Regions from separate parts of the Mus musculus genome. Here region 1 is linked to region 2. Evidence: chromatin contacts called from public HiChIP or PLAC-seq data. All regions are on one chromosome and are shown on one strand. Each heading gives the region's core, a stretch centred on a gene start, on an enhancer-like site or on the middle of the called end of the contact. The rest is flanking DNA. Distances are from core to core; before and after follow the strand shown. Region 1 overlaps Niban2 (niban apoptosis regulator 2). Region 2 holds the start of Stxbp1 (syntaxin binding protein 1).

Region 1 (5,876 bases), core at 2,096-4,595, 49 kb before region 2:
TTCCAAAGTGACAGTTCTGGGGATCACACTGGTTCCTGTGTAGATAGCAGAAGCCATGAAGAACAAGGGTCCTTGGGTGTCCTGAAGTTCCCTGAAGCCTTGGGGATCTGGGAGAGGGGTACCAGGCCCATCCTGCAAGTTAAGCTGTATATGGGGAAAGCAGAGCGGGATCCTTTGGGGGACATGCTGCAGGAAGAGCCCCTAACCCAGTGGTTCTCCACCTTCCTAACGCTGTGACCCTTTAATACAGTTTCTCACGTGGTGGTGACCCCCGGCCATAACATTATTTTCATTGCTACTTCATAACTATAAATTTGCTACTGAATCGTAACACAAATGCCTGATATTCAGGATATCTGATATGCGACCCCCATGACAGAGTCATTTGGCTACCAAAGGGGTAGAGACCCATAGGCTGAGGACCATTACCCTAAATGCTTGGATGCTGGTCTAAGCAGTTTCTACTTGGTGAGCCCCGGGCATCCTGCACCGGTGCAGAAACCTGACATGATCTCTATCCACGGGTGCACTGACTCTAAAGTCAGACGTTTCACTTAAGGAGACTCAGTGCAAAGAACTCAGCCCCTCACCAACGAGTACAGAAAGCAGGAGCTTAGCCCAGGTCCGAGACCCAGGAACCTGTGCCTGAGTCCCCTTCCACAACGATGGCATTAGGACAAAGAAGACAACCTCCAACCAGGAGGGTAGCCGACTTCATGTGGACCGCAGGGACTTCACGCAAGCCCTGCCCTGATTTGGACTCAGATGTGGGCACTGAGCCAAACTCATCCTGGTCTGGCCGGTCCCTCCAGTGGGCTCGTGGAACAAGCCTCACTACCAGGCCCAGCCCAGTTTCAGGGTTTCATGGGGACTGAAACCTAGCAGGTGACAGCACCTGTCGGGTGGGGCAGACTCAGAACTGGCCTGCCTGGTTCTTGGAGCACTGGGGAGGACTCCAGATAGGGAGATGGGGGGGGGGGTAACCAGGATGATGACCCACCCACCCCAGAAACTAAGGACTGAGGTAGGTGGAGATGGGGTTCCCCATATCATGAAGTCAAATACCAGTAACTACACCATCTGACTGGCACAGCCAGGAAAACTGAGGACCAGAGAGGTAGTCACATACTGCTAGAGTCACACAGCACAGCCCAACAGATAAGGACAGGAGTCTATAGGGTCTCAGTGTCTCACCTAAAGTCTCTCTCCTGGACCACCTAGGTCTCCTCGGCACCCAGGAAAATGCTACAGTCTCATGTAGCCCAGGCTGGTTTCAAGCTTGTTATGTAACCAAGAATGAGTCTGAATTCCTGAGCCCTCTGCCTCCACCTCCCAAATTCTAGGATTAAAAACATGAGCTACCACACCCATCTCAAAGTATGAGCATTTTTTTTTCTTATAGCATTGAGGATCAAACTCGGGACCTCCCGCATGCAAGGAGAGCACTGCCAACTGAGCCATACACACACACACACACACACACACACACACACACACACACACACACGACACAGACTTGGGACAGTTTGAGTCTTAACAGGGAAACAAAATTGGGGAAAGACATTCCACACCCACCACCAAGACTGTCACTGTCAGCCTCTGGAGAGGATGTCCCTCTGAGGAGGATGCAGCAGCCTGTGGGTGGCCCCTATCAGGAGGGCTGATGCAGGGCTCCTGCCTGGGACCTGTAATCAGGTACAAGTTGGGGGGAGGAGGAGTAATGACAGGCTTCATCATCCAGCATGGGGGAGGGGCATAACCGGCCCAAGAGAAGAGCTGGGACCAGCGGGCAGGGACCATGTAGAGCCAGAGTCAGGAAGAGAAAGTGTGACAGTCACCCTGGTCCAGAAGGGAGCTGCTCCAGAGAGCAGAGGCTGATGCAGACCCCTTGGTGAATTGATCCAGAAGGAGGGGTGTCCTCGGCAGTGGGCCCCAGCTTCTGGGCCCACCATCAGAACTGTGAGCTGACTTAGGCCAGCTCACCTCAGCTCAGCCTGCACCACCTGCCATTGCCCCCAGCCGGGTCACTACCTGCCTCAGCCTCCAACTTACTCCTGACTCCCTCTGGCCCTTCCCATACCAGGAGAAGGAGGGAGCTGCCTGGTCCTCCACTGCTCACAAACGTCCTAAGGCTCCTTCTGCCCTTGGGGTAAAGGTATGGCTCCTATTATAACCACAGTACCGAAGCTGATCCTTCAGCCCCACCCCATCCCATCCCCCATTCTCTTCCTTTGGAAATCCCCAGGCTGGGTGGGTGCTCCCCACTTATCTACACCGTGTGAGAACTCTCTCACAAGCTCCACGCCCACCCTAGACTCCTCACACTGAAAGGCCAGCATAGAAGCTGGGACCTCGGAGGCTCCCGAGGATGAAGAAACATCCAACACAGATCTTCTTTGTTGGGAAAGTGGATGTCACACGAGCTTTCTCTCCCTTCTCACCGCAGGTGTCCTGAAGAGACCTGCTGGGTTAACCCTCTTTCCTGAAGATCAGGAATTAACAAAGAAAACCCCCTTCCTCTGAACACAGCTCCAAGGTGTGCCTGTGAATGTGCTTGCTGTGGGCTGGGGACACCAAGTGTGCCAAGACTACGGTTCACGCGTAAATGACAAGGATGTTTGGATAGAGACTCTGCCATCTCACTGAGGACAGACCACTGTCTCACTGAGGACAGACTGTGAGAGATGTATAGAGCACAAGGCTAGGGACACAGTATAGTGGCTAGTGGTGAGCATATTCCTATTGTGCACGAGGACTGGGTTCAATTCCCAGAACTACAAATGGCAAACCTTTTTTTTTTTTTATTTAGACACAGGTGGAGAGGCACCAGGATGGCTGGGGACCTAGCATTTCTCATGTAGGTCACAGAAGAGCAGAGCAAGTCCTGACCTAGCAGAGCCCAGAAGCTTCTAGAAGCATTGCCGCCACTGGAGAGACAGAAGCTGGGAGATCAGAGACTTGTCCGCCAGGCCAACAGGCCCTGGACTCTAAGGACTGTGGAAATGTCCAGAAGATCAGGTGACTTGCTTTGTTAAGGATGAGTTGGCCTTCAACAGCCCCAGGAGAGCGTAGATTCCCCATCTGCAATGACACAGCTCCTACCCCACGTCCTGACATGCTGCAGTTCACGAGCGGATAGCAATGAATGGAATCCAAGGCTGAGGTTCTCAGTCCCCTTGCCCTTCCCAGCCCCTGCCCTGGCTGGGTCCGACTGATACCAAGTGTACCCCCACTCTGCACTCTCTCCTATGAAGCACCCTTTGGCAGAACACCCTTTCTCAACTCCCAGGCTTAGAATCTTAGTCAGCCTGCCTTGCCCTGCTCCCCACCACAAGGCTCTCTGGTTCTCCATTTGCATCTAATTATAATCATCACAGCATGAGCTAATGCATGCCACAGTTGCCCAGAGCCAGCACTGAGGCGGTTTTCTGAAGCACTTTAGCTGAGAATCAGAGAATAGTCACGATGACTTTATTTAACCCCCACCAGGACAAACCGACAAACCCATTCTCTGGATGAGGGATCCACAGCTCAGAGATATTCAGTGACTTGCCCAGCATTACATAAGAGAGCAAACCAGGCATGACATCACAGCCCCCTGCTACCCCAAACGGGAATGAAGAACTCTGAGAGAGAGGGGTCCTATTTTAGTGGTTAAGGTATCTAGTGGGCTGTACCAACTGAATCCTGAGCTGCCACATCCCCTTGTTAACAGGCCATTGGCACTTTGGGAAGGTCCCTCCTGGACCCAGGAGAGCTGACCGTGGATAGATGGGGACTGAGGCCCGGAGACTAGGAAGCAGGTCTCCAGGTTTTCTCCACACTGGCTCCCCAGGATCCAAGCCTAGCCTTGCCTTCTCTCCCTGATCCATTAAACAGGCGTGTAAACAATGGCCCCCAGGGGGAGAGGTTATCTAGTTCCAGATGCCAAGAAGGCCACCTGCAAAGGACTCTGAAGGCCCAGGAGGGCTGGGTCTCCTTATCCAAAGACAGATTTGGGAGTAGTCACCCAGGACTTCGCACAAAGCCGCCTTGCAAACTTCTCAGTTAGCAAATATTTAACCAGAACTCAGCAACAACAGGTCTCATGAAGGCTAACAGCTGAGCCGGGAGGGCCTAAGGGGTGGAGAGGGCAGCCAGGGTGGAGACTGGGGAAATGTCTGGGGGTGGGGCAGGGGAGCACCTGGGACTTCTCTTCACATCCTCCACTTCTGTTGGGAAACTCAGTTCCCATCTGGACACAAACAGGAGAAACAAAGGCCTTCTCATCCCGCCCCAGCCCCGCCCACTTGCCTGGCATCAGCTCTGTGCCCGCAGCCTCCAGCTGGCAGCCTGTTCTAGGAGGGCAGGATGAGGACGCCCCTGCGTTTGGGGGAGCAGACAGAAAAAGGAGGCCCAGGCCTCCAGCAGCAGCATCCACCCACAGCAGGACAGCCTACCCCCCCCACCCCACCCCGCCCCCCGGCCCGCCACAGGACTAGCATCATGCCCACCCTCCAAGCTCTCTGAGTCTCCAGGGCTGGGCCCTAGGAATCTAATGAAGAAGACTGACTGTCAATGAGAAACCATAATGGTGCTGGAGAGCTGGCCCAACGGTTAAGGGCATGTGCTGGTTTTGCAGAGGACCTGGGTTCTGTTCCCAGAAACCACAATGGTGCACACAAGTGGCCAGAACTCTAATTCCAGGAGCTCAGACACCCTCTTCTGGACTCTACAGGCATCAGGCATGCATGTGGTATCCATACATAAAATAAATATCAATAAATTTTAAACAAAACAACAACAACAACAACAAAATGATGTCTGGCTCAGCAGGTAAAGGCTTAGGACCTCAGTTCAGTGAGGACCCCACAGGATAGAAGGAGAATTAACTCCCATGAGTCACCCTCTGACACAAAGCTTGTAAAAGCGACCCCACAATGGGTAAGTCTTCAGACACACAAGAACCAAGAATCTGTTTATCCCACCCCTCGGTAGACCAAGGCCTTTCCGTGGGACAGCAAGCTCCAGACTGAGATGGCATTTTCAGATAAGCCCACCTCTCACAGGCTCCAGGAGAGAGCACATGGCTTCCGTCTGTCTGAACCTCCATTTCCCTGCTGTACACCTGAAGAAGCAGCCCCGCCTCGCCAGGTGTCAGAAGGATGAGATGAAATGAGTAACTCCACAGAGTCTGACAAACAGGAGTTGGCGCTGCCAATGGCAGCGCTTGAAGTGTTGAAAGGAGTTGTGTCATCCGCCCAGCACTAGTGGCTAGGGTAGGGCACCTGTCGGTTAGCAGGGGCTACCCAGTCCTTCTGCAGAGCAATCAAGAAACAGGAAACATAGCCGGGAGAGGTGGTGCACGCCTTTGATCCCAGAACTTGAGAGGCAGAGGCAGGCAAACCTCTGAGTTCAAGGCCAGTCTGGTGTACAAAGCAAGTTATAGGACAGTCAGGGTTACAAAGAGAAACCCTGTCTCAAAAAAAAAAAAAAAAAAACACGAAAAAGAGAGATGGAAAACATGCTGGTCACCACAGCACACGTCCTTAATCCCAGCACTTGGAAGGCAGAGGCAGGTGGATCTCTAGTGGCATCTGTCTTATCTCAGGGTGGAGGAGATGGGAGGTCGAGAAGTAGGAAAGAAACAACATATTTATGATCTACTTTTCCTAGGCCCTTGTCATTCAAAGGTTAATTAATCAGAAAGGGGAAGTGGACCCAACAGAAAAACAGCCAGCAGACCTCACCCAACCACAGCCCTCGTCCCACAGTACTGTGGATGGGGGTGCCACCTCACACACACCCCATCCCAGACACAGCATGTCACCAGAGAGGCTGGGTCATCATCCCCAGAGACAGCACCAGCTGGGAATCCAAGATCCTCAAGACCTTGA
Region 2 (5,567 bases), core at 2,109-4,608:
TCTGTACTGAGACATGGAGAGAAGACATATTGTACCTTCTGCCTAGGAAGGAAACAAAAGGTCCTATAGGTGAAAACTGGAGTCGAGGCCAGATGTCTGGGTTCCCTTTCCTGTTCTTGTGATAAAACATCCTGATGAAAGTACTTTAAGGAAGAAAACATTTATTTTTGGTTTACAGTTCAAGGGCAAGTCCATTATGGCAAGGTAGGAAGGAAGGTAGGAGCTTGAGGTGGCTGGTCACACCGTGTCCACAGTCAGGAAGCAGAAAGCAATGCCTATTATGGCACAGCTCACAGCCTAGGGAATGATACCAACCATTGTGGGCAGGTCTTCCCACCTCAATTAGCCTAATCACAATAGCCTCCCACGGGTATGCCCAGAGGCTAACAGAGTCACCAGAACCCTTCACAGACGTGCCTGGAGCCTTGCCTCATCAATCCCAGATCCTGCCAACATTTATTTTTCATGACAGAATGTTGTCAAATCTTCTCATCTTGGTGCCGGTGTCTTGAACTAGGACATACAGTGTTTGACGTTCCACCATGACTCACTTCACGACCTTGGAAAATTCTTCCTTAGGCTTTCGCTTCTTTTCTTGTTGTACTGTATAAGACAGTAGCTCAGAATTCAAATTATAACAGAGTTGTATTTCTAGGGACTAAGGCTGAGCTTAGCTGGTAGACTGATGGCACAACATAAATCAGACATGGTGGTGCATGCCTAGGTTTCCAGCTTGTGAGAGGTGACGAGAGAATGAGGGATTGAAGGTCATCCTGAGCTACATATCAAGTTTAAGGCCAGTCTGAGCTACATGGGCCCCTGTTACATGCTTGGGGAGTGGGGAGCAGTGGTGGCTAAGCCTTCAAGCCCAGCACTCGGGAGGCAGAGGTAGACGGATTTCTGAGTTCGAGGCCAGCCTGGTCTACAGAGTGAGTTCCAGGACAGCCAGGGCTACACAGAGAAACCCTGTCTTGAAAAACCAAAAAAAAAAAAAAAAGCAAAAGCAAATTATCATAAACTATGACTAAAGCCAGGAATGGCAAACACCTTTAACCCCAGCACCAGGAGGCAGAAGCAGGTAGATTTCTGCACATTCTAAACCAAACGGGGCCACATAGTAAGTCCTGTCTAAGTAAATAGATCGATAGATTAAATAAATAAATAAATAAATAAATGCATTTGTTTTAAAAAGTACTTGAATTACTACTTGGCCACTACTCAATACAGCCTCTCTGAATCCCAGGGTCCTCGTCTATAAAAAAAAAAAATCACTTGATTTCTGAATGATATGCGGAAAGGGTCCCAGATCACAGGGCTGTCCACACGTGTGGGGTACTCATGGACTTCATAGCCATACTTTGTAGCCTATTTGTTTCAGGTTTTTGAGACAGGAGATTACCATGTAGCCCAGGCTGGCAGAAGTTCACAGAAAGTCTCTTGCCTTACCCTCTCAAACACTGGGATGTTTGCCACCGTGTCTAGCAGTCCTTTATGATTAAAAAAATTTTTATTATATGTATACGTAAGTATGATGTATGTACACACTCTGTGGCACTCATGTGGAAGTCAGACAATTTTAGGGAGTTGGTTCCAGAGAACTGCTGTAAAAGTTTTATTATATTTACCTAATGTCTGATACCAAGCGCCACTGTGCGTGTGTGGAGGTCAGAGAACGTGTGGGAGTCTGCTTGCTCCATGCACTAACTGGATTCCAGGGGGTCAAACTTAGGATATAAGGCCAGACGACAAGTGCCTTTACCCACTGAGCCCTCTCAATAGCTCTGCCTTTGGGAGTTTGTTGTTGTCGTTTTGTTTTGTTTTGTTTTGTTTTTTTAAACTGGGTATATGTAGCTCTGGCTTGCCTGAAACTCACTATGTAGACCAGGCTGGCCAAGAACTCACAGAGTTTGTCCTGCCTCTACCTCCCAAGTGCTGGGATTAAAGGTCTGTGCTGCTATGCCCTCCTTTGTGGTTCTTTCTTGTTTGTTTGTAAAGATAGCGATTTTCTGTGTAGCCCTGGCTGTCCCTCAACTTGTTCTATAGACCAGGCTTTTCTGAAACTTGCTCTGTAGACCAGACTGGTCTCAAACTCAGGGACCCCCTAGCTTTCTGTCTCCTGAGTGCTAGGACTAAAGGTATGTGTTACCACACCTGGCTCCTTTGTGATTTTTCCTTTTAAAAATGTTTTTAAAAAAGATTTATTCATGCATGTATTTTATGTATGTGGGTATTCTGTTGGCATGTATGCACATCAGAAGAGGGCATTTGGTCCTACTAGATACAGTCACAGACAATTGTGAGCTGTCATGTGAATGCTAAGACTTTAACTGAGGACCTCTGGAAGAACAGCCAGTGCTCTTAACCACTGAGCCATCTCTCCAGCCCCATCCTTTGTGATTTTTAAGTTAGTTGGACTTGTTCATTTTTTCTTTGCACTTTATTTTATTTTCCACCATCAGGGATCAAAGTGGAGACCTTGCATATAACAAGCAAGTGCTCCACCTCTGAGGTACGTCTCCTACTCTTGTTCTGTATTTCCAAAGCAACCTTCTTCATTAGCAAAGATGGAACCTCGAAAACCAGTATGTGACCATGTAGACAGGAGGAAGGAGATGCTGAGTCCAGAGTTGATTCTGTAGTATTTCCTAATTAGATTTGGACTTTGGAAACTACTGGATTTGTTCCATGTCTTGTGCACGAGTGCAGCTCCAGTATACAGAATATCCATAGTAATTCATATACATAGCTTATACATAGTTATGGGAGAATAATATTCATTAGTGACTGATAGATAAATGGTACAACAGCAAGCGCCTCGGGTGTGTTTTTGTACCTGAAAATGAAGATTAGAAATGATGTTCGGTTATTGCGCGAATTTAGTAAAATGATACCTGAAAGGTGTGTAACACAGAGCTTAGCTCTCCATCAATGGTAAACAGACCACAGAGACACAGGGATAGTGTCAGTGTACTGTAAGCCTATGTTGTGGCTGGGAATGGGACTACAGTTAATAAGAATCTGCTCTCAGAGTTCGGTTTTTTGGCAGGAGAAAATGGAAGGCTCCCAAAAAAGCAGGAAGAGCATCACAGCCTGGCTTTAGGGAGATTCCCATGACCTGGGCAGCCCGTGCAGGGCTGGCGAGGGGATTTTAGGACCCTGAGGCCCTGGCGCGAGCGTGAGGCGCAGGGGAGGGCGCTCCCGGAGCCTGCATCCCGGAGGGCGGGGTCTCGCGCCCGGGCCGCGCTTCTATTGGCGGCAGCGCGCGGGTGACGATGACGGCTGGCGCGAGGCCCCGCCCCGCAGCCCCGCCCCTCCCGCGCGCGCTGGCCGCTACACAGCCTCGCTTTGGCCCGAGTCGCGCCCCCGCGCGGAGTCCGCGCGTCAGTCGGTCCCGAGCGCGACTGCGGGGCGGCGGGCTGCAGACAGCGGGGCGCGCGGCCCGGGGGAGGCGACGGTGTCGCGGGAGGAGCATCGGAGCCCGAAGACTCGAAGAACGCCATGGCCCCCATTGGCCTCAAGGCGGTGGTCGGAGAGAGTAAGTGGCGTCCGGGTGCTGCCCCGGGGCCGGCGAAACCCGTTATTCAGGCGCCGCCCTCCCGGGAGGGATGCCCCTCTGGCTTCCTGCGGCCAGCAGGCTTCCCTGACTCACGCTTCACCCAGATCCCCTCTTCACCTCGGTCCTCCTCACCCCAGACGCCTCCTCAGTCTCTATTCCTCCACCTCTCTTCATCCCATCCCTCCTCCTCATACCTCGCCTTCATAAACATCTCGTTTTCCTTTTTACCTTCATCCATTCACTTCCATCACGCCATCTCTCCCTTCATCCCATCCCTCTCCTCTCTCTCTCTCTCCCTGTTCACCTCCCCCACCCGCGCCTTTATCCCCTCCAGCCCACCACCCTCCTCTGCAGCATCACCCTTCTGCACCCCAACTCTTCTCCAGACGTATTCCTTTCCTACCGTCTCCTTTCCTTGCCTTCTGCATATCCAGAGCTCTCAATTCCGCTCCCCCCCCCCTTTCTTTCTGTCTCCAATCCCTCCCTCTTTCCCACCCTCCCTCGTGAATCGTGACGAACGAAGCCTGGCCTGCGTCCTCCTCCCTCCCTGCCTCCCTCTCCCGGGAGCAGGGCGCTGTCCCCGGCTGCAGAGACCCACCTGGGAGCGGCTGGGCGCGCGCCGCCAGGGCCACTCCTGCCAGCTGGGCAGGGGACACGGGGTTTTCCTGTGGCACTGCTTCCGCAAGGCTCTCTCCGCCTCCCCTTCCCCGGGCTGGACTTAAAGGGAGGGGTCTTAGCTGGTCCGAACCCTTAGAAATCCCAAGGGAAAGGGGAGCAGTTTCGGAGTGTCGCGGGAGGAGTGGCCCCAGCCAGCGCCGCAGTCTGCAGTCTCGCTGCTTGTGGGACTCAGACCTGGGCGTCGCTGCGGGGAAGATGTGACTGTTTATAGGTTTGCATGAAAGGCACAGCAGACATGTTTAAATTTATTTATTTATTTTTTTTTAATAATGGATGGGGAGCGTCGAAGTGAGGGCGGGCTGTCGGTATTCTCAAAGATGGGTGACCTAGGTAGAAAAATAGTGCCTCTTAAGTATTTTGGCACGTCTTTACAATGAAACCGCGTGAACACTGCTGTGACTTTGGCTATCTTTTTAGAGTGAGAGAGAAAATGAAAGTGCCTTTTCCCTGTAGGAGAGGTGGAAATTTACAGTTTCCCTTTTCAGTGATCCTGTTCTATGGCAGCTTCCTCCCCGCCCCCCACCCCCCATCAAATGCAGCATAACTGTTGAGCGTACTAACTGCCTAACCCTTATCTTTTGACTGGTATGAGTAGGGGGGGGGGATACTCTTCCCTGATATAGTACATCAGGAGAAATTATTATAAAAACAAAACCAAAAGTCGACCTTTTTAAATGCTTATGCTAGCACCCGTGCTGTAAAGGCTACTTGAATTGTTTTCTGAGGAGAATTGGTGGTTAAGGCTGCAAGTATCCCTAGGGATTTTCTGTCGTCAACATCTTCATTTTCACCTATGGGAAAACAATTGAGGCTTGGAGCAGTTAAATGACTTGCTGAAATCACTGTTAATTAATTTTTTTTAATCTAGTGTCCGTTTCCTTGTAGTTTAAGTAAAAATAACATCCTTGCATTCTACATACATAAAGTTTTCTTTATACCCCCCTTTTCAAGGGCTAGAGGTATGGGATCGAATGTTGTATTCCAGGTATTATATTTTGAATACTACATTTGAATGATAAAATACTTATTAAAGAATCTCCCCCAAGACAGTCTCTACAGTCCAAGCTGCTGGCCCAGAAGGCACTATGTAACTTAGACTGGCATTAAATTTATCTTAATCCTCCTGCCTCAGCGTCACAAATGCTGAAGATTATAGCTGTGAGCCACCAACTTCAGCTTATTTTTTGTTAATGCGAGACAAGGTCTCACTTTACAGCCCTGGCTAGCCTGGTACTTGCTACCCAGTGCAGGCTGGCTTTGAACTCATGGTAATCCTCCTGTCTCAGGCTACCAAAATGTTGGGGTTCCAGGCTTGCACCACCATACCCAGGTG

Evidence for each region. HiChIP or PLAC-seq counts read pairs in DNA pulled down with a chosen protein or histone mark.
Region 1: a contact with region 2 is called in an HNF4G HiChIP or PLAC-seq map of pancreatic cancer cells. The contact joins the enhancer-like site here to the promoter of Stxbp1 in region 2. A contact is called at or near these places in 1 of 39 promoter capture datasets (macrophages), 1 of 15 datasets of contacts at CTCF or cohesin (large pre-B cells), 9 of 115 datasets of contacts at active chromatin or transcription factors (the 230-238 cell line, the HPC-7 cell line, effector CD8 T cells and 5 more) and 4 of 9 other capture datasets (adipose tissue, embryonic stem cells, liver and 1 more).

The regions. Positions count from the first base shown.
Region 1 is chr2:32,894,145-32,900,020 of GRCm38.p6, reverse strand. The region is part of intron 1 of Niban2 (niban apoptosis regulator 2); the gene reads right to left. Among named protein-coding and RNA genes, the nearest start is that of Gm13523, 14 kb to the right of the region's middle. Within about 2 kb of position 3,345, at least 156 of the 459 cell types and tissues checked have an H3K27ac peak or open chromatin away from gene starts, as enhancers often do. A contact at or near this core is called in adipose tissue, pancreatic cancer cells and pancreatic islet, where this site is marked.
Region 2 is chr2:32,845,023-32,850,589 of GRCm38.p6, reverse strand. Stxbp1 (syntaxin binding protein 1) reads left to right here and starts at 3,358. Exons shown (of 19, transcript NM_009295.2): 1 at 3,358-3,535. The coding sequence starts at 3,499. Gm13524 (predicted gene 13524) reads right to left here and starts at 4,654. Exons shown (of 2, transcript NR_166175.1): 1 at 4,155-4,654; 2 at 145-2,833.